Regions from separate parts of the Bicyclus anynana genome. Here region 2 is linked to region 1. Evidence: chromatin contacts called from public Hi-C data. All regions are on one chromosome and are shown on one strand. The core of a region is the stretch at or near the end of the contact, and the rest is flanking DNA. Distances in the headings are between cores, read along the strand shown.

Region 1 (3,545 bases), core at 921-3,420:
GCGTTTGGGTCACAATAATATGTGCACCGATTGAGACACGTGATATTCAATTTCTTAAAATGCACACAACTGAAAAGTTGGAGGTGCATGCCCCGGACCGGATTCGAACCCACACCCTCCGGAATCGGAGGCAGATTTCATATCCACTGGGCTATCACGGCTCATTAAAATATGCTCGAGTGATATTATAAGGGTTCCGTTTTTGTACTAGGTACCTACGTACGTTCGGAATCCTAAGAACCAGCAACTGAGAAGTTGCTGGAAAAAAAAAACAAAGTCACTCTAATCAAGGACATAACTATCCGAAATCGCATAGCTAGACCAATAAGGCAGTTGACGTTCCAACAAACTTCAGAATAACAATCAAATTTATATGTAGCCAACCCTTCACGTGATGATATTAACGCGGTTTCATTGTGGAACATAGTAAATTTTACGAAAAGAACGCACCAAAATAAGCGCATAAAGAAAAAAATAACAATTGCCGTCCCATTCATGAAGACATACACAGGGCTTAACAAAAGAAACCTTTGGTATTGTTCCCAGCTGCCAACACAAACATTGGTGACGTGGTGTAGGATGAAAAAAACCGTGTTTCTTTACGAGACAGTGATAGCGTTTTTTTGTTTTGTTCTGTGTTTGTTTGATAAATAGATAGATATCGATAGGTAGAAAGATAGATAAATAAATATTAGAAATTAGACAGATACATAGAAAGATGTGTAGATTAATTCTTTATTTACACATACAGGTGAAAGTGTACAATATATACCTACATTATACAGGGCTTTTTTTATTTTACCTACAACACGACCTGTATATACAGGACGTGTTGAAGGTACACAGACTGCGTTGTTTGATTGTTAGTTCGATGGATACAAGATATTCTGTTCAAATAAAGGAGGTCTAAGGTCCACATCTACGAGTAATGTATAGAAATCTATAGTCGCGGTATTTGTAACCAAACTACCCCGATACGACTGGACCGATTTTTATGAAATTTTGTGTGCATATCGGGTGGGTCTAAGAATCGGCCAACTTCTATTTTTCATACCTCTAAATGATAAGGGTGACCAACGCCAAAATTTACAAAGCAAAGCAACGTTTTCGTTAGCATGTATTGTGTAAAAACAAAATTCTTGCAGTTCAAAAATGGAAAGTAATTCGGCAAAACGTTTGTTTGACGTGTATCGCACGCATTGCGTTTGCTAATGTGTCAAATGCGATTAGGATGCGCGTGCGCGTCGCATTGCGCCGGTAGAGTGCGTAATGAGCGACGCCTAAACGATCCAATCGGAATGAATGAAATCATGTTCAATTCACACTTTAGATATTTATCCACCTTACATCTAAATTGATCGGTAATAATCGGTAGGTTCGAGAAGATTGGTATCGTAATGCATTCGTGTTATGACTTATGATTGTTTATTGTTCGAATATTTTTAAATTAAAAAATGGGTCACACAAAAAAAGTAAGTTTTCTCGGCTAATTTTATTCGGAAAACATATTAAATGTAGGTATCATATCATAATTAATTGTGTTAAATATGTATAAGAAGTTATTTAGTTTGAGGCAACTCCTAATCATATCTAATTAGTATTAAAATTATCCAGTCCTACTCAAAGCTGACAGCAGTAAAAAAAATCTTGCGTAGGCACCTACTTACCAACTCGTACCTAAAGTGCGTCAAAAAGGCCAAAATCTCACTTAAATCTATCTAATGAAACAAAACCGTCAACAATATACCGATTTACTTTATTAATAAAAATATCAATAAATTAATCATACCTAAATAAATAGATAAATCTTCATTGCAGAAATCTTATAAGTACAATTTTATTAAATTAGTCGTACCTATTTACTTAACAACAGTGTACAGTACATTAATATTATTATCTGTATTATGATTAATTATATTACTATGTAAGTATAATAAGCTTAATAGTTAATTTATTTTTTTCTTTTCATTGCAGTTGGAAAACGTCCAGTGTTGTTTGGATTTCCTACACGCGCAAAAAGTCCAAGGACTGGAACAAGTCACAGCTGTTGATATTCGGGACGCAAAACTAAAAGCAGTCTTGGCGCTCTTTTTTGCATTGAGCCGACATAAACAAGCATCGAAGCAAAGAACTGTGCCATCTAGCGGCAATGTGTCGAACGCGGGGAAGAGTTCAAACGAAGACGCGTCTTTGAGCTCCGTCCAGCGGATAACAGGTGGCAGCAGCGATGAGATACTGACAGCCTGCGGAAACAACGTCGAAATGACAACATTAACAGCAAATAGGTAAGTACTTATTAATTAAATTAAAAAAATAAAATATTATAATTATTTTAGGTTATTAATTCATAATTAAAATTAATAATTTAATAATTATGCGCCATCTTGTGGCGCCTAGAGGAACTTTACAAAGAGCTTTTGCATCATGATAATAGACGTCGCACCATGCATTATTGCATATAGGTATTATGCAAAGATTACAGTGTATTTATGTTCTTAGACAAAGTTTTCAAATAGTTCCAAAATCAGATTTTGAATTTTTAGACAATTTATTTTGGAAATTAATTAATAAATAACTATTTTAGAATTTTGATAGGTAACTTCCCTACTTTCCCGACAAAAAAAGAAGAGTTATGTATGTTTTTTAACAAAACATATTATATTTTAACCTTCATAATTAATATAAATATTTAAGCTATGTATGTATGATTTAAAAAAAAATACATACTTAGCCTAAATATATATAAACTTTAAAATTATTTTAGGATGACTAGAATATAGATAAATCAAACAAGATAAAAAATAATAGATTTGACACAAAATGAGATTAATTAATTATGTAGGTATCATATTAAAGATCCTGACTTTGAAGTTGAACAAAATTGGAATTTGGATGAACGGAACCAACAGCTGTATTATAATTTTCCAATATTGTAAGACAAAAAAAAAAACGAAAAACGAAAACACCAATAAATTCATTTTTTGGACTAAAGATATCGAACTCAAAACCTTGTAAACCAGTAAACCAATGGACTATCGGGGAATTTCAATCAGATCACAATTATATTATACGAGTTAGTGTGAAGGAGCTGTTACTTATAACTCAATGGGTGGCAACTGAGTGGCGTCTCCAAGTTTAAATTACTATAAATAACTGTGTGCAACTCATTTTATTTTATTCTTCTTTCAACGTAACCGAATTAAGTCTGTATTGTACAGTTTAACTTTAGTATTGGAATATCGGAAATGCTCAACATTGTTGAATATTGTAACAGTAATAAAATTACATAGAGGACATCAATTGTATTTTATGACACTAGCCTTTTTGTCTACATTACATTTGGTTACAGTTCTATTTGAATTTGAATGAACTGATATCCACTACGCAATTTTCAAAATAAAATCGGATCCTACAGAAGGATTTAAATAGTAGCCACACAGGTAAGACTTTTAGTGGGATCAGGTCTATAAACTCCATTAAAATTATTTTGAATATCTTAGAGCGTCACTATAAGATAATTGTAAAAGAAAACGGACAAATGTAGA
Region 2 (3,524 bases), core at 903-3,402, 45 kb after region 1:
CAAGTATTGGGTTGGACGACAGCCTATTGTTCATTGTAAACTTTTCCTGGCTTGAGGACCTTAAGTGTTTAGGCAACATTCTTTATGAAAGCTCCCATGCGGCTTCTAATTTTACGTTATATTTCAATCAATTTACACAAAATCTTCACAAACTATATACCAAAACCTTCCCCAAAAGTCTATCTATCTGTTAGTGAAAAGCGCATGTAAATATTTAAATCTGTAAGATAGTCTTTGGCTACCAATTATCGTAGATGTAGACAATGACTTGTATGATAATCATCTTTTTCGTCAGCAAGTAATACATTTTTAACGTTTTCAATCAAAAGTGTATATTGTAGTGATAAGCTTTCATTCAATAAGTCATTTATTATAATAATCCATTGAGTTCGAAGCGTGACAGACTCAATTTCCGTCGAACCGCCCCGGAAGGCCGCGGCACGCGCGATACCGTTGCTGGACTTTAACGAAATCGTGGACTAATTCTAACTTCTGCTGTTGAATATTGATATCGACTGTCTTTTGTTCACCGACACGTACTTGTAAATCTTCTATCTATAAACATTCAGTCAATTGTAGTTATGGATATTTAAGTCAACCCCTGATGACAAGACTTTGATGATGAAAATATTTTTTTTTGGTATTGTTTAAAAATGTTATTAATATTAATGTTATTTGCAACATCTTGAATGTTAAAAACTAAGAACCCTTAATTTATGTATTACTCTGCTAAAGAAAGATATATCTAGCTAGCTAGGCATAGAGTAACAATCACTGGTGCACTCTGAAGAACGAAAAATACCTGCATTCTTCCATAGACTAGAGTCTAGACAGCAGGGCCTGGATTAATTTAGGTACCGTCTACCCATTTAATAGATTTGGATTAAGATATTATATTGTGGTATAGAACGTTTAAAACTTTTATTCATAAGTAGTGACCAAAAACTAAAATTTAGCCTGTATTTTTACTGTAATTTCAAATTATAAAAAAGTAAAAAAACTATCTAAATTATTTTATAGAAACAACTAAGCCGCGCCATCTTGTAGCTAGTAGCGACACTACGTAGAGAACTGCGCGAGCGCAAGCGCCATGTCTGACATAGTGTCAAATACAAAGATATACATTGTGAAATTGCTAGAAAATTTGAATGTTTGCCATAAAATCAAAAATTTAATTGAAATTGAATTGAATGTTTTTGCGTTTAAATTTCAACTGAACTGAAAAAAATTAAATTTCTACTGCGTTTTATGATTTTTATATTTTATTAGATGCTGCATTTTTAATTTCAGCACTACAACAGATTAAAGAATAATAGGCAGATTGAGCGTACGGAGCACGGCAGGGGTGCAGTCATTCCAAATACAATTCAAAAACAAATACATTTTAGAGTCAGTACGACACGAAGCGATCAGTAACGATCAGTAATTTTCAATATTATTCAAGAAAAATTGCATCTTATGTTTTTAAAAACTGCTCACAAAAACTAAAAAAAAATAAGATGGAGTATTTTTTATAAGTAATTATTGAAATAATATTCTTTTATGATATAAATTTACGTAATTGTTCTCAGTGTTAAATCTTGAAATACAAATTATGAAAAAAGTTTGTTTATGCGGAGTCGCGTGACGTTTGTTTTTTTTATAGGTTTTACCGGCCTCACCGCGTTACTTGTATAGACTCATTCTGTATCATTCTTTATTCTGTGATAATACATTGAACTACATAGCAAGTTGATTCAAATAACTATAAATAATAATTATTTTAATTAACTTGCTACTTTGTAATCCAAACTTTTTAAAAGTTTCTTGTGAAATTAATTGTAGAAGCTTTTAGCTAATATGATTAAGGTACCGTTTCTGAACTTGTAAATAATTTTGATTTACGAATTGTACTTTTTTGTAAACGAAAACCGATGAAGCGTCTGAAATAGCTTAAAAACGTCTATAATGTTTATGGCCCCGACACACGGCGAAAATATAATAATTAGAATATTTATCATACTGTAGGTATATTCTTATAAATCACCAGGGTTAAAAGTAAACTAAGGAGGTGTAATTTGTTCACAGACAGGTGTCGGTGCTACAGACGTCGATACCTTTGCCGGCGTCGGCCGCGGCGGTACGCAGAGCGCCTCCGGACAAAAGACCGCTACCTGCTACCCCAGTGCATGGTAAGAATATTTTTTATTGTTGGTCTGTACTAAGCCTGTTCGGATCATAAGGTCGTGGGTTCAAGACCCTAGGCGCCCGGTTATCAAATATTGGGTATTACTACCGAGAAAGTGGATATCATTAGTTAGCTATGGTTTAACTACCTTGTGTCTCCGAGTACTAGAGTCAAACATTTCCCTTAAGCCTGACAACACGCATAGTTGCAGTGTAATCAGCATAAAGTCCTAAACCCCTCTCCTTCATGGAGAGTGACTCAGTCCCACATTGGGATCATTAAAATAAGATGGTGATGAAAACCAGTTGGTCGGATTTGTCTACTACAAGACATGCTCGTACTTAGTACTGGTAGAAGAACAAGATGACGAACTTTTAGCTTTTATGACAAAGAATGAGGAAAAAATAACAAAAAACCTAAACCAACGGCTCCATACTACAGAGCAGAGCTTCCTTGAAAGAGACGCAGCTGTTTCCACCGTTTCATAATCTACCTATTAGTATGAATCAAATAGATGATAGATAGTTAATATTTATTGTACACACAAGATGAGTTTTAAAGTACTTAACAAAGAAAACAGAAAACCAAAGTGAAATGCGAAGGTGGTCTTATCTAATATTACGAGTATTAAAGAGGTAAAGTACCTAAGTGGTGTGTAGAGGGTAATATCTGGACCTACTTAACCGATTCTGAAAAGTTTTCTACCACTAGAAAGCCACGTTATTTGCGAGTGTCATGGGCTATATTTTACCACCGTATTCTCATGATAACGAGAACTACGCGGGTGAAACCGCAGGGCGTCGGCTAGACGCAATTATACTTTAACATTGAGCTTGTTTGGGTAGTTCGACAACAGAAGCCCGCAGATACTAATACAACATGATTCACAAAGCTCGATACGTGCCGTGACAAATGGGGCTTAGGCACAAACGGACTTGCAAATAGTGCTTGTAGACACGTGTAATATTATCAAACGTACACACACACAGCTGTGCAATGTTTATATACATTCCCCTTTGTCTATTGTTTGGGATTTCAGCTCGAAAATATTCAATTTATAAATTCTTGAATGGAAGTATGCAGACAAAGGCCAAAGCTGTGGAAGCTGCTGTATGAGATAGTTGACGCTTCAATACGTGACAACGTATAAAAGCAAATAATATATTATAATTACGTGAACATTTTTGACGTCAAATTATGGCAACTTTATATCACGAGAACCTATTAGCTAGAACTATAAAAGACATTTTTAAAAGTTAAACCAGTTTAAGTTTCACCAGTCTACATTCCTACTACAGGTCAGGAATAAAAAATAATCTAGAATGAGTGTTTACAAGCAGCGTGGTGAAGCCGGTGA

Evidence for each region. A called contact is a pair of places that touch in the nucleus more often than the background predicts.
Region 2: a contact with region 1 is called in a Hi-C map of whole body, with 4 times the contacts expected there. The contact joins two enhancer-like sites. A contact is called at or near these places in 2 of 2 Hi-C or Micro-C datasets (whole body and whole larva).

Annotation. Positions count from the first base shown.
Region 1 is chr4:11,760,656-11,764,200 of ilBicAnyn1.1, forward strand. It overlaps LOC112046593 (protein sickie), which reads left to right. Exons shown (of 33, transcript XM_052881318.1): 3 at 1,975-2,285. Among protein-coding and RNA genes, the nearest start is that of LOC112046593, 150 kb to the left of the region's middle. Within about 2 kb of position 2,171, at least 7 of the 8 cell types and tissues checked have open chromatin away from gene starts, as enhancers often do.
Region 2 is chr4:11,805,744-11,809,267 of ilBicAnyn1.1, forward strand. It overlaps LOC112046593 (protein sickie), which reads left to right. Exons shown (of 33, transcript XM_052881318.1): 4 at 2,068-2,171. Among protein-coding and RNA genes, the nearest start is that of LOC112046595, 110 kb to the right of the region's middle. Within about 2 kb of position 2,153, at least 3 of the 8 cell types and tissues checked have open chromatin away from gene starts, as enhancers often do.